Regions from separate parts of the Mus musculus genome. Here region 1 is linked to region 2. Evidence: chromatin contacts called from public HiChIP or PLAC-seq data. All regions are on one chromosome and are shown on one strand. The core of a region is the stretch at or near the end of the contact, and the rest is flanking DNA. Distances in the headings are between cores, read along the strand shown.

Region 1 (7,234 bases), core at 1,214-3,713, 230 kb before region 2:
TGGCCCCACTCTTAGCCCCATTGAAGGAAGTCTCCAGTGGGTAGCCAGAGATATTTTTTTAAGTACTGAGCACTGGAAACCAGGGCCTTGTGCACATTAAGCAGAAACTCTAACACTTAGCTGCATCTCCAGCCCTTTTACTTTACAGACAGGGTCTCGCTGGGGTGTGGTGGTGCATGTCTTTGATCCCAACATTAAGGAGACAGAGGTGGGTAGATCTCTATAGGTTCGAGAGCAACCTGGTCTACATAGTGACCTCCAGGACAGCCAGGGCTACACAGTAGGAACCTGTCTCAAAAGAAAAACCAACCATCCAAACCAAACCAAAAACCAAAACTAGGGTCTTACTAAGTTCGCCAGGCATAGCTACCTGGGAAGGAAGCTGCTTAGAACCGGAGATCCTGCCTCTCCCTCCCAAGCGGCTGGCATCTCAGGCTTGTACCACCCATCTTGGCCCTGTGATCCTCTGATACATTTATCTTTTTGGTTTTGGTTTTTCGAGACAGGGTTTCTCTGTGTAGCCCTGGCTGTCCTGGAACTCACTTTGTAGACCAGGCTGGCCTCGAACTCAGAAATCCGCCTGCCTCTGCCTCCCGAGTACTGGGATTAAAGGTGTGTGTCACCACTGACCAGCTTGTTTTTGTTTTGTTAACAAGTCCTCACTATGCAGCTCTTGCTGTCCTGGGACTCACTCTGTAACCCAGGCTGGCTTTGAACTCATGGATAACCCTCTAGCCCTTGCCTTACTAGTGCCTGAATTCCAAGTGCCCCCCAGGTGCATCACCTGCATGGTCCCTTTTCATCCTCTGCCCAAGATCAAGGGCCACCATGCTGAGAATCGAATTCTAACACCTCCTCAGCCCTGTCAGCACCCCTGGCCCCAAGGTCTCTCAGGTCCCAACGTAGACAAACCCCTTGCCTTAACACACAGTACTATCAACCTAGAACCATCCTCCTCCAGGAGCCTGCTGCGCCACACTAGGGACTCTGCTCAAATGTTCTCCCTCACTGTCGCTTCTCATAATGGCCAGGCTCCTGATTTCCCTCCTCAGCATCAACTCAATTGTGTATCTTGTTGGCACAGCCTTTCTCTCCAGGAATCCCTTAGGTCTTTCATCATTAGGCATGCCCTCTTCAAGGACTCAAGGATACTTCCAGTCAACAACTGAGTTCCACATCTCCATCCCAGCCCCAACCTATCTGCCTGTGCACTCTACATCATCTGTCCAGCACTCTATTAAAAGGAACTAACTCATCTTTGTGTGTGTGTGTGTGTCCGTCCACCATAGATCCATCTCAGGTAGTCAGGCTTGGTGGCAAGTGCCCTTACTGGAGCCATCTCTGGGAATCCACCCCTGACTTCTCACACTGTTTACTTTAAACACATGTTGCCCAGGCAGGCATTCAAAGTCGACTCCCAAGTGCTAGGGTTACAGGTGTGCACCATGAACCCTCCCCCATGCTTCTATCACAGCAGTTCCATTGCTCTGTACTGGCAGCTTTATGACAGGAATAAATGCTAGCTGGTCACATATCACAGGCCGGCCAGACACTAAGGAGTGAAGGGGTAAATGGAGCCTCCTCAAACCCTAGTCACAATCAGGACTACACACACACACACACACACACACACACACACACCACACACACTGGTTCTTACTACTCTAGTTGACCGACAAGTTTCCTTCCTTGGAAAGTGTCTATCTTCCTCCTGAACTCTAGCTGTAAGAAAGCAAGGACCAGGGCTTTGGTGGTTACTAGTGTGTACCCAAATTCCAGCCCAGGGCCTGGCACAGGGTTCACAGGAGCAAGTTATGTTAGATGAATAAATGAAACAAACAGGACATAGATATTGAGAGACCAAGAGGAATTCAAATTTACATCTGGGAAAAGAGGTTAACGAAGCTGGAAAAAGGAGGTTAGCAGGACAATAAGTACTGGTTGTGTTCTTAAATGGGATGTAAATATGGCCCTGTCCGCACAGGGAGTGCCCAGGGGCCGTACTGTGGAGCGTGGGTGACAGTTCCTAAGCACTGAAGAGTCTCGGAAAGGTGGGTAGCACAGGAGGTCAAATCGCTGACTGCAAATGAATGGAAGTAGCGTTTCTCTGAACACCGCACTACATTTTCCTCCAACTTGCTTTCTTTTAAAGGAATTTTTTTTAAAGAACCTACCCGCGATGCGCCCCCTACCCGGACTTGGCATCCCTGGGCTGTGCACACCTAGAAACTCCAGGTCCGGGATCTCGTGACCTCCGTCCGACCTGGAGTGACCTCGCCAACCGCCGCGACGGCCCCGCCACACCCCTCGCCCGCCCGATCTCCTCAGCCAGCCACGTACGCCACTTACGCAGCCGGGGCGTCCCCGCCGGCGCCGCCAAACCTGTCGCGTGCATGCTTTAGATGCCACGGCCGAGAACGCCACAGCCGCAGTTTGGAATGGGCCCGCCCGGTTCCCGTAGCCACGCCCCAGTAGTATCGAGAGACCCAATAGGTCTCACGATAGCGCAAGAAAGCCACACCCTCTGGAGGGGGTGCAGCCTGGTTGAGTGGGCGTCGGCTTACATAAGAGGCGGGAACTGAGGCCAATGACGTAAGGGAAGAGGCCGTACCTTAGCGGCAGCAGGGCGGAGCTTGGTGCGATCTAGGAGGAGAAGACTTCAGGCAGGAAGGAAACGTTCCTATTGTTGAGCCCGAAGTCGACGGAAAATGTAGTTCTTTACAGGCAGGCACTCGATTTAGTTAACTGAGAGCACAGGGAGGCTGAAGAAGCGTGAAAGGCGGGGAGAATGATGGATTATTGCAGTTATGCCGGCTCATCTATCGTTTACACAGACGCAGCACTCATTTTTATTATTTATTTATTTATTTATTTGGTTGGTTGGTTGGTTTTTTTCGAGACAGGGTTTCTCTGTGTAGCCTTAGCTGATTTGGAACTCACTCTGTAGACCAGGCTGGCCTGGAACTCACAGAGATCTGTCTGGCTCAGGATTAAAGGAATGCGGCACCAGGGCCCATTTAGGCTGAGAAACAAAGTTTAGCTTAGTGGATCACTTCTGTATTCCCAATACTGAGGAAGCTGAAAAAGAAAGTCATGAGTGGGCTGGTGAGATGGCTCAGCGGGTAAGAGCACTGACTGTCCTTCCAAAGGTCCTGAGTTCAAATCCCAGCAACCACATGGTGGCTCACAACCAACTGTAATGAGATCTGACGCCCTCTTCTGCTGCGTTTGAAGTCAGCTACAGTGTACTTATGTATCATAATAAATAAATCTTTAAAAAAAAAAGTCACGAGTACTGGCTTTGAACATAGTGAGCTCTAGTCTTACAAAAAAAAAAAAAAAAAAAGATTGGGGCTGGTGAGATGGCTCAGTGGGTAAGAGCACCTGACTGCTCTTCCGAAGGTCCAGAGTTCAAATCCCAGCAACCACATGGTGGCTCACAACCATCCGTAACAAGATCTGACTCCCTCTTCTGGTGTGTCTGAAGATAGCTACAGTGTACTTACTATAAATAAAATCTTTAAAAAAAAAAAAAAGATTGAAAAAGAGGCCCTCAGCATATTAGTTCAGAAGAACTGGTAACTTTCTTCGAAGGTACCTTTAGGCAATTTCCCAGAAGTTCATAAAAATGTTCTCACATGGCTCTTTTCCTTCAAGCTTTCTGTCCACCAGAGGTGCATACAGCCCTCACAGTTGAATGCACACAAGCACAACTTTGAGCATAGAACCCTGAAAACTAACTTCCTCCTGTGTGTCCCTCAGTGTCTCTTTTTCTCTTCCTTAGTATGCCCCTACCTCTTTTGATTTGAGAAAGGGCATTACACAGTCTAGGTTGACTTCGAACTCATTAAGGTAAAGACATCCTTGAACCCTGATCTTCCTGCTTCTACCTTCCAAATCCAGGGATTACAGTGTGTGCCACCACGACCCATGGCTGGCCCCTTCTGTCCTTTTTTCTGCTTATCAAAGACAAAAAAAAGTCGGAAATGCCTCTGGGAAGTGATAGCACTCCAGAAGGAGATGGTCAGCAAATGACCCTGTCCTGTGGCTTCCCTTTCCTCTTCTGCAATGGCTCCTTAGGGAGGAAACCTGTGTCAGATGCAGTCCTTTGCTGAGATACATCCACATCATTTTGCTTCGTGTTAGAGTCTGACTCCTAGGCACTACCTCCACTTCTCATTCTCAGCCTTCTTCTTGTCTAAATCCATCTATCTGTGACCTTTTTAAAAAATCAATAAGGCAGACATTTTGGGCTTGCTGTAGGCCTCTTGTGTGAAAAAAAAAATTAAAAATATATATATATATTCATCTGTCTATATATAGGTGTCTGTTGAATCCCTGCGTATTGCAGAATCCTCAAATGTGCATGTCTTTTATATAAATAGTGCAGCTAGGTGTGTTGGCACACACCTGCAATCCCAGCACTCGGGATGTGGTAGCAGGAGGTTCAGAAGTTCAAGACCATCCTTAGGTTTATACTGAGTTCAAGTGAACTACTTAAAATAATCTCCAAAAAAAAAAAAAAAAAAAAAAGAGAGAGAGAGAGAGAGAGCCAGGCGTGGTGGCACGTGCCTTTAGTCCCAGCACTCGGGAGGCAGAGGCAGGCAGATTTCTGAGTTCGAGGCCAGCCTGGTCTACAGAGCAAGTTCCATGACAGCCAGGGCTACACAGAGAAACCTTGTCTCAAATAAGGGGGTGGGGGTGGGGTGGGGCTGGATAGATGGCTGAGCAGTTAAGAGTACTGTCTACTCTTCCAGAGGACCTGGGTTCAGTTCCCAGCACCCACATGGCAGCTCATAACTGTCTATGACTCCAGTTCCAAAGGCTCCAACGGCCTCACACAGACATGCATGCAGGCAAAATACCAATGCACATGAAATAAAAATAAAAATTAATTTAGGGGAAAAAAGCAGGGCGGGATAGGTATAGCAATGGTGGTGCACGCCTTTACTCCCAGCACTGGGGAGGCAGAGGCAGGCAGAGTTCTGAGTCTACAGATCCTGTTTCATGATAGCTAAGGCTACACAGAGAAACCCTGTCTTAGAAAACAAAAGAACTAACAACAAAGAGGTCAGGGATAAATTGGGCTTGTATTTGTATGTAACATGTGTAATCCTTCCACAGACTTTAAATCATTATGTATACATATATGTTACATACACACACACACACATATGTCTACATATAATACTGTTTTCATTTACAGGTGCTGAAGATTAAACTTAGGGTTCCACATGAGCCGAGCAAGAGGTGTACTACTGAGCTTTATACTCAGCCCCGAATATCATTCCACAACATTACTCACCTCTCATTCGGTATACAGCCCAGGTAAATCCTTACATTTCTGTATCGGTTAGGAAACAGTGACATGAAAGCTAGGGCTACACCTCTGTTGGTTGTTTGTGCTGCATCATGAGGCCATGAGTTCAAATCCCACCAGCACAAATGGAAAAAAAGAAAAGATGGATACTGGAAAAAAAAATCTGTACAGTAGTACTGACTCAACTTTTGTTGTTGTTGTTGTTGTTCTTTGGTTTTTCAAGACATAGTTTCTCTGTGTAGCTCTGGGTGTCTTGGAACTAGCTCTGTAGACCATGCTGGCCTTGAACCTTCTGCCTTTTCAGAATTGGGATTAAAGGTGTGTGGTACCACCACCCAGTGTTTGTTTGTTTGAGATAGGGTTTCTCTGTGTAGCTCTGGCTCTCTCTGGTCTACTTACTCTGTAGACCAGGCTGGCCTCAAACTCAGAAATTCACCTGCCTCTGCCTCCCAAGTGCTGGGATTAAAGGCGTGTGCCACCACTGCCTGGCTAGGCTGAGCTTTTAAAAAAATTATTTTCATTTTTTAAGCTGTGTGTGTGTGTGAGAGTATGTAGGGAGTATGTGCACTTGGGTGCAGTTCTTGTAGCGGTCTGTAGAGGGCACTAGATTCCCCCTGGAACTGGAGTGAGCCCTGTAACATGAATGATGTGAACTCAACAATATTCTTTTTTGCTTTTAATCTTTTCAGAGAAGATATTATACATGTTTTTATGTGTGTACGGATCGACAGTTTGCCTGCATGTGGGCCTGGTGCCTTCAGAGGTCAAAAGAGGCGGATCCTCTGGAAAATGAGTTACAGATGGGTGTGAGCGGCCATGTGAGGATGGGAACTGAACCCCGGGTCCTGTGCAAAAGTAGCAAGTGCGCTTAGCTGTTGAGCAGTCTCTCCAGACCTGAGACTTTTGTAATTCTCCTGCCTTTCCCTCCTTTTACTGCTAGGATTATAAGTGAGCACCACCATGGCTGTCTGTTCTGCCTCCTTCTATGTTTGTTTGTGACAGGGTTCTCACATGATCCAGGCTGTTCTTGAACTATGTACCTGAGGGTGGATGGCCTTGTGCCTCCAGTCCTCCTGCCTCTCAGACTCCTCAGTCCTAAGATTACAGACGTGCACTCTTACTCCATTTTGTGTGTGTTTGGTGTGTATACGTGCATCTGTGTGTGGGCATGAGAGTGGGCACTGGCCTAATGGAGGTCTGAGGATACTTACAGGAATCAGTTCTCACCTTCACCATGCTCCAGGGATTGATCTCAGGTCTTTAGGCTTGGTGTGTGTGTGTGTGTGTGTGTGTGTGTGTGTGTGTGTGTAACCACTGATCCATCTGGCCAGTTCCTACATTCTGTTTTCAGCTTTAATTTCCCCTTTGTTTACTGGGAATCGTGTGGGAGGATGAAGGCCTTGATAAAGGGCATATGTACACAGACAGCGCCTGACTAAGTCCAGGGACATTGTAGCTATTGTTGCTGGTTTTTATTATCAGGCATCTCTTCCTACAGACTGCCAGCCCTAAATTGGGCTCTGTCCCAAGAATTACCACAGTTTTATAAATAGAGCTTGTTGCGTGTATCAGAGCTGCGGTCTGGTTGTGGGAGGATTCTGGTCTGCCCTCCACACAGCAGTAAGGAGAGCACTGAGTCCACGTCATAGAGGGACGTGAGGGGACCTACAGGAGAAAAATAAGGGAAACCCTGCTTTCAGTTTTACCTATTAATTTACTATTGAGACAATGTCTCACTTTGTCACCCTGGCTGACCTGGAACTCCCTCTGTAGAGCAAGCTTCCCTCACAGAGCGATCCATCTGCCTCTGTCTCTGCCTCCCAAGTGCTGGGATTAAAGAAGTGAGCCACCCCCTAGGCTACTTACTAGTTTGTTGTTGGTTTTTGTTTTGTTTTGAGACGGGGCTTTGCTGCT
Region 2 (7,161 bases), core at 1,739-4,238:
TACTTACATAAAATAAATAAATAAATCTCGAGAGAGAGAGAGAGAGAGAGAGAGAGAGAGAGAGAGAGAGAGAGAGAGAGAGAGAGATCTTTCTGCTCTTCCAGAACCCAGAACCAGGGGCTCTGATACTCTTCTCCTGGATTTGGTGGGCACCCACTCACAATCACACAGGCACATACACATAATACTAACTCAATAATAAATCTTGAAAGAGGTAAACCCACATGAGAACTTGGCAACAGATCTTTGAAATGCAATAAAGGCTGCAGTAATTGCTCAGCCATTAAGAGCACTGACTGCTCTGTCAGCGGACCTGGATTTAGTTCTCAGCATCCACATGGTGGCTCACAACCACCCTGTAACTGCAGCTCCAGTGTATGGGATGACCTTTTACAGCCTCTGTGGGCACTGCACACACATAGCAACACAGACATAAACCGTTAAAATAACTAAATGGCCAGGGGGTGCGGCTTTATGCCTTTTATCCCAGCACTTGGAAGGTAGATGCCAACAGATCTCAATGAATTTGAGGCCAGCTTGGTCTATAGAGTGAATTCCAGGCTCAAAAAATAAAATAAAATAAAATAAAAACTGTATCGGTATCAGTGTGGAAGTGCGGGAAAGTGTGTGTGCTGGCCAGGAAAGGTTGCTGTTCTGTTAGAGGGGTCTGGAGTGGCCCTCGGAGGGACCAAGAGGCAGTGTGGCTGTGTAAGTGAACAGAGTGCATCAAACTGCTCTAGAGGACGGGGTCCCGGTTACACAGCCTCTGTCTGCCTCTCCAAACAGTGGTTTCCCTATTAATTTGGCTATTGCATCTGCCAGATGTTGGACCTCCCTCCTTGTCTGCAGAAATCAGGCCCTTCCTCCCAAAAAAATGCTCCCCCTATGTCTCATGTAAAGTTGAGTGACCCTAGAAACCCTCTACAGGCAATGTCCCCTTCCCCAACTCCAGCCTGGCACTCTCTCCTACAGGTTCTGGACAAACACGGGGACATCTTTGGGCGGGAGCGGATTGCGGAGCTGCTGGGCATGGATCTGGCCTCTCTGGAGATCACAGCCCACAATGAGCGCAAACCTGACCCTCCACCGGGCCTGCTGACATGGTGAGGGGGACACCTATGCCGGAGATGGGCCAGGGGACATGGCTAGTGCCTTGACGCCCAGGCATCTGGCTGTCTCCCTTCCTGTTCCCTCAGGATCATGTCTATCGATGTCAAATACCAGATCTGGAAGTTTGGAGTCATCTTCACAGACAACGTAAGGGGGGCTATGGATGGAGAAGGTTGCCCCAGGAAAGGAAGGAGTCTGAATGAGGGAATAGCTCGTGCAAAGCCCCTAGGGTGGGAATGTGCCCAGGACTCCCTGACCCCAGAAAGATTCCTAAGCCTGTGTCCCCTGTCCTCGGAACGTCCTTCCCATTGTTGTGGGTCTCCTGTAGCTGATCTGCTCCCTGGTCCTCTTCTGCTCTGGAGCAGATAGATACTCCCCTAGGCAGAGACTGCGTCTGCCCTTGCTCTGAGGCATCTTCGCATGTTTCCTGACTCTGACCCGTTTATATTCAGTCTTTCCTGTATCTGGGCTGGTACATGGTGATGTCCCTCCTGGGGCACTACAATAACTTCTTCTTTGCTGCCCACCTCCTGGACATCGCCATGGGAGTCAAGACGCTCCGCACCATCCTTTCATCTGTCACTCACAATGGAAAGCAGGTGTGGAGAGGACCTGGCAGGGGCCTGCGTGGAGGTGTGGGAGTGGCAGAGGGAGAGGGGTGGTGATCAAGAGATACTGGGGAAGTGGGCATGATAGCTGTGTTTGTGGGAACAAGGAAGTGAGGGCGGAGTCATCTTTGAGGGGCGGGGGTAAAGAGGTGTCTTAGAGTGGTGGGAGGGGAGGGGCTTCCCGAGAGGGGAGAGGCGTGGTAATCTGAAAAGGTCTGAGCCAAGATTAGAACATTCTTTGGTTTGTTCTTGTGCGTTGTGGGGAGGTTATTTCAGACGCTCCAGTCTATGTAGCCCTGAGTGTTCTGGAACTCACTGTTTAGACCAGGCTGGCCTTGAACTCAGAGATCTGCTTGCCTCTTCCTCCCGACTGTTGGGATTAAAGGCATGCACCACCACAACAGGCCTAGGGCATTCTGGGAGAGGGCAGAATGGAGCGTGGAAGAGGCTCCAGAATCCAAAGGGTCAGAGAATTGAGGGCCCTATCTAGAAGGACCTAGAGCTGACGAGTGCTCACCTGTCCCCAGCTGGTGATGACCGTAGGGCTCCTGGCCGTAGTGGTCTACTTGTATACAGTGGTGGCCTTCAACTTCTTCCGCAAATTCTACAACAAGAGCGAAGATGAGGACGAGCCTGACATGAAGTGTGATGACATGATGACGGTGAGCCCTTCCCCCATGCCCGTTCGCAAGTTACTAAATAGCTTCATTAGAGTTACTGTTGCTGTGGTGAAACAACTGGCCAAGAGCAGCTTAAGCAGGAACAGGTTTGTTTCACAGTTCCATCCAACAGTTTATCCCCCAAAGCAGTAAGGGTCGCAACTCAAGCAGGGCTGGAACATGGAGGAAGGAGCTGATGCAGAGGCCATGGAAGGGTGCTGCTTACTGGCTTGCTCCTCGTGGCTTTCTCAGCCTGCTCTCTCATAGAACCCAGGACCTCCAGCCCAGAAGTGGCCCCATCCACAATGGACTGAGCCCTTCCCCCATCAATTACTACTTAAGAAAATGAAGAGGAAAAAAAAAAAAGAAGCTGGGTGTGGGTGTGGTGGCTCATGCATTTAACCCAGAACTGGGGTGTCAGAGGCACGTGGATCTCTGTGAGTTCCTCACCAGCCAGGGCTACACAGCAAGACCTTATCTCAAAACAAGACAAAAGTGCCTTCAGATCGTTGGTGGCATGGCTGTAGCTGGGCCATGGAGCTGAGGCTCGCAGGATCATCCACAGCAGCTGTGGGCATTGCTGTTGGAAAGGCAACTTTCTGTACTCCCTGAGTGGGATGACTCAGAGCAAACAACTCGCCTACTCCCTCTGGCCTGGCCACCTGGGACTTCCCAGAGCTACCGCAGGAAGGCCCAAAAGGAAGATGTGGGATGGTGGTGGTCCACATCTTTAATCTCAGCACTTGGGAAGGCAGAGGAAGGCAGATGGATCTCTGAGTTCCAGGACAGCCAGGGCTACACAGAGAAACCCTGGCTCAGAACTAACCCCTCACCCCCTGCCAACAAAAAAAGACACAACAAAACGAAAAATCAGAGATCTGGCCCTACCTGAGTCTAACCACAGTCCTTATTGCTTCTAATTTTTGGCTTCCTGGTCCTTTTTCAGTTCCTCTAGGACCACATGTTTCCTTCCACTTCTGCTCTTCTGCATTGACCTTTCTCTGCCCTGTACCAAGCCTAACAGCCACACCCCTTCGCCTGACATCTTACTTTCCAAATTAAATGCTGCCTACCAATACTTGGGCCCGGGCATCAACATAATCGGTCACTTCTTCATCTCCCTCCTTGTCTTTGTTCATAGTAGCTTCTTTCTTCAGCCCCACCAAACTTATTTCAGTTCCTCATGAAAGCAAAAAGCAGTTTCTCTCTCTCTCTCTCTCTCTCTCTCTCTCTCTCTCTCTCTCTCTCTCTCCATATATGGTTTTTGCTTACATGTATGTCTGAGTTACAGACAGTTACAACCACATGGCCACATGGTGTGTCTGGGAATTGAACCTGGGTCCTTTGGTAGAGGAGCTGATCCAACTATCTAGTCTCCTACCTCTCAAAATAAAATAAAATAAACTTTGGTCCATGTGTGATTAGGTTGGAGCCCAGGGCCTTGATACACACCCAGGCCTCTCCCAGCGAATCCTCTCTTCCCCATTGGTGGTGTACCATGTGGTTTTGAGTACCTGGAACATTCTCTCCCATCACCCATCACCCATTCTGGTAACACCTCCTTCGGGTTCCAGCTTGGAGACTCTTCCCCCTCCCGCATGAAGCCATTCTGGTCTCAGCTCTGAGGCTAGGCATGCATCCTGGAGCTTGTAAGAGTTCTTGCACTTTCTTCAGCTCCTAGTAATGACAGTGTTCCTCCCTGATCCCTCTCTCCCCGTCACCTCACACTAACTTTCTGGTCCTTCCAATTCTCAACATAGTCAAGGTTGCCCTTGAACTTGTGATCCTCCAGCCTCTCCCTGAGATGCCAGCCATGTGACACCATCCTGTTTTAGGTGATGCTGGGGATCATGTCCAGGGCCTCATGCATACCAGATGAGCACCCCATCTGGATACAACTGGGGTTCACCTCCAGCTCCGACCCTTGCATTAGTCACATTTCTACCCAATGTGACCAGCAAAGGCAACTTGGGAAGAGGGATTGTTCTGACCCTACTTTGAGAATACAGTCCACCGTGGCGGCAAGAGCACAAGGTGGCTGGTCACTGTAATCCCCAGTCAGAAAGCCGTTCGAGAAGAATGCCTTTGTAGGGAGAATCTCTTGTGTACTGTGTGGAAACATCTGTCAATCAAAAGCCAATGACCTACAAGCTGAGGCAGGAAGTAGGAGGTGGGAGTTCCAGCAGGGAGAGAGGAACTGTGGGATAGCATCAGGCACAGGAAGAGATTCTCCTGGAACTCTGAGGAGACAGACACCTGAAGCCAAGGAGAGGTAGCTAGCCATGTGGTACTCAGAATAGAATAAATGTGTTAAGTAAGTTATGAGCTAGTCAGGGAAGAAGCCCAAGTGTATGGCCTAGGCATTTATTCATGAATAATTAAGTCTCATAGTCATTATTTTAGAAACTTGCTTTTTTTTTTTTTTTAATTCATTCTGGGACTCCAAACCCACACTGGGGCCACATTCAGGCTAGGTCTTCCTGTCTCAATAACCCGATCTAGAAACTTCCTCATGGACGTGTCCAGAAGTGTGTCTTCTAGTTGAGTCTAGATCCTGTCAGATGATGATCTGAACAATCGCGAGCCCATGCCTTCCTGTGACAGCCATGACACTACCCAGCTGTGAGAGGCAAGGCCCAGGGTTCTCTGCCACTGCTCTGTCTCCAGGCCCACCTAGTCCAGGCTTCCGGTAGGTGCTGTGGCTGTTAACTGGGCGGCCTGCCCCTTCTCCCCAGTGCTACCTGTTCCACATGTATGTGGGCGTCCGGGCCGGTGGAGGGATCGGGGACGAGATCGAGGACCCGGCCGGCGATGAATATGAACTTTACCGGGTCGTCTTCGACATCACCTTTTTCTTCTTCGTTATCGTCATTCTGCTGGCTATCATTCAGGGTCAGTGCTGGCTGGGGGGTGGGGGGGAGGGGTGCATAGTCCCTAGAGGCTGGCTAGCTCGATGGTTAGCTCCCTGGCTTAGCCCCTCCTTACTGTGAGACCTGAGACAGGTGGTCTCTCTGAGCTTTGGTTTCTCCATCTGAAAAATGGAGGAGTTGAAACAAGGCACCACAGCTGGGCAGTGGTGGCGCACGCCTTTAATTTCAGCACTCAGGAGGCAGAGGCAAGTGGTTCTCTGAGTTTGAGGCCAGCCTGGTCTACAGAGTGAGTTCCAGGTCAGCTGGGGCTACACAGAGAAACCCTGTCTCGAAAAACAAACAAACAAAAAACAACCCCCCCAAAACAACAGCAACAACAACAAAAAAAAAATCCCAGGTACCAGAGACCTACCATAAGCTTGAGGCCAACCTGGTCTCTGTTCCAGGCCAGCTGAAGCTACATAGGGAAAAAATAACTAGGGTGTTACTGGTACTAAGCTCAGAGACTGCCAGGAAGATTAAGCCCTGCATTGCTTTGAAGTGTGTGTCTATCCTAAGTACTCAGTAAACACCTGCTTCTCCTCTTCTTGGGAAGTGTGATAAGAGTAAGAAACACGGCCCAGAGGTACTCGGTGAACCTGGGTCTTGACCTATGTCCTGCCACCTCAGGTCTGATTATTGATGCTTTTGGGGAGCTCCGAGACCAACAAGAGCAAGTGAAGGAAGACATGGAGGTGCGTTGTGCCCAAGAGTGAATCTAAGGAATTATGGGATACATAGGGACAAATAATTGGGGATATTACTGGTACTAACCTCAGAGCTTGCCAGGGAGATTAAGCCACACATTCCTTTGAAGTACTCAATAAACACCTGCTTCTATTCTGCTTGGGAAGTGCGGTGAGGTTAGGAAACGCATGGGAGCAAGGCAAGGCCCAGAGGTACTAGATGTCACCGAGCCTTCCTTGACTCTGACATCTTCCGTTGTCCTCAGACCAAGTGCTTCATCTGTGGAATAGGCAGTGACTACTTCGACACAACCCCACATGGGTTTGAGACCCACACTCTAGAAGAGCACAACCTAGCCAATTACATGTGAGTGTGGGAAGTGATGGGTGATCAGAGGGTGGGAGTGAGCCTGTTGATAGCCAGGGCAGGACCGCTGAGCCTGGGCCAGCTGCAGAAAAGGATGTGGGTGTCCGTGTGGGTAGGGTTTAGACAATCAGAAATCAAGCATCACTGTGGCTCTGTGAAAAAGTGAAATCCCCTAGTGAGGGGATGGGGGCGTGGCTCAGTGGTAGAGCCCCTGCCTAGAATCCCCCAGTGAGGGGCTGGGGGCGTGGCTCAGTGGTAGAGCCCCTGCCTAGAATCCCCCAGTGAGGGGCTGGGGGCGTGGCTCAGTGGTAGAGCCCCTGCCTAGAATCCTCCAGTGAGGGGCTGGGGGCGTGGCTCAGTGGTAGAGCCCCTGCCTAGAATCCTCCAGTGAGGGGCTGGGGGCGTGGCTCAGTGGTAGAGCCCCTGCCTAGAATCCCCCAGTGAGGGGCTGGGGGCGTGGCTAAATGGTAGAGCCCCTGCCTAGAATCCTCCAGTGAGGGGCTGGGGGTGTGGCTCAGTGGTAGAATTTCTGCCTAGCATGCACTGGGCTCTGGGTTTCATCTTCAACACCAGGAAATAAAACTAAATCTCGATGCAAGTGTGGTTCTTACCTTCCTCCTGTGGTCCTCTGTCCCTCAGGTTTTTCCTGATGTATTTGATAAATAAGGATGAGACAGAGCACACTGGTCAGGTAAGAGGTGCTAACGAGGAACGCGTAGGGGACATGGCTCAAGCCACTCCAGCCGGCTGTTGTCTAGTTACACCCTAGTGTACTCAGTAAACTAGTCTTAAGAGAATCAGCAGGCAGCAGAGAATCCATTA

The links. HiChIP or PLAC-seq counts read pairs in DNA pulled down with a chosen protein or histone mark.
Region 1: a contact with region 2 is called in an HNF4G HiChIP or PLAC-seq map of pancreatic cancer cells. The contact joins the promoter of Yif1b here to the enhancer-like site in region 2. A contact is called at or near these places in 1 of 39 promoter capture datasets (cranial neural crest), 5 of 115 datasets of contacts at active chromatin or transcription factors (bone marrow-derived macrophages, embryonic stem cells, extraembryonic endoderm stem cells and 1 more) and 2 of 9 other capture datasets (adipose tissue and pancreatic islet).

Annotation. Positions count from the first base shown.
Region 1 is chr7:29,233,552-29,240,785 of GRCm38.p6, reverse strand. Yif1b (Yip1 interacting factor homolog B (S. cerevisiae)) reads right to left here and starts at 2,463. Exons shown (of 8, transcript NM_001110201.1): 1 at 2,350-2,463. The coding sequence starts at 2,395.
Region 2 is chr7:29,003,603-29,010,763 of GRCm38.p6, reverse strand. It overlaps Ryr1 (ryanodine receptor 1, skeletal muscle), which reads left to right. Exons shown (of 106, transcript NM_009109.2): 98 at 973-1,103; 99 at 1,197-1,257; 100 at 1,563-1,709; 101 at 2,246-2,380; 102 at 5,113-5,269; 103 at 5,917-5,981; 104 at 6,239-6,339; 105 at 6,979-7,030. Among named protein-coding and RNA genes, the nearest start is that of Gm38979, 22 kb to the left of the region's middle. Within about 2 kb of position 2,988, at least 92 of the 459 cell types and tissues checked have an H3K27ac peak or open chromatin away from gene starts, as enhancers often do. A contact at or near this core is called in adipose tissue, bone marrow-derived macrophages and pancreatic cancer cells, where this site is marked.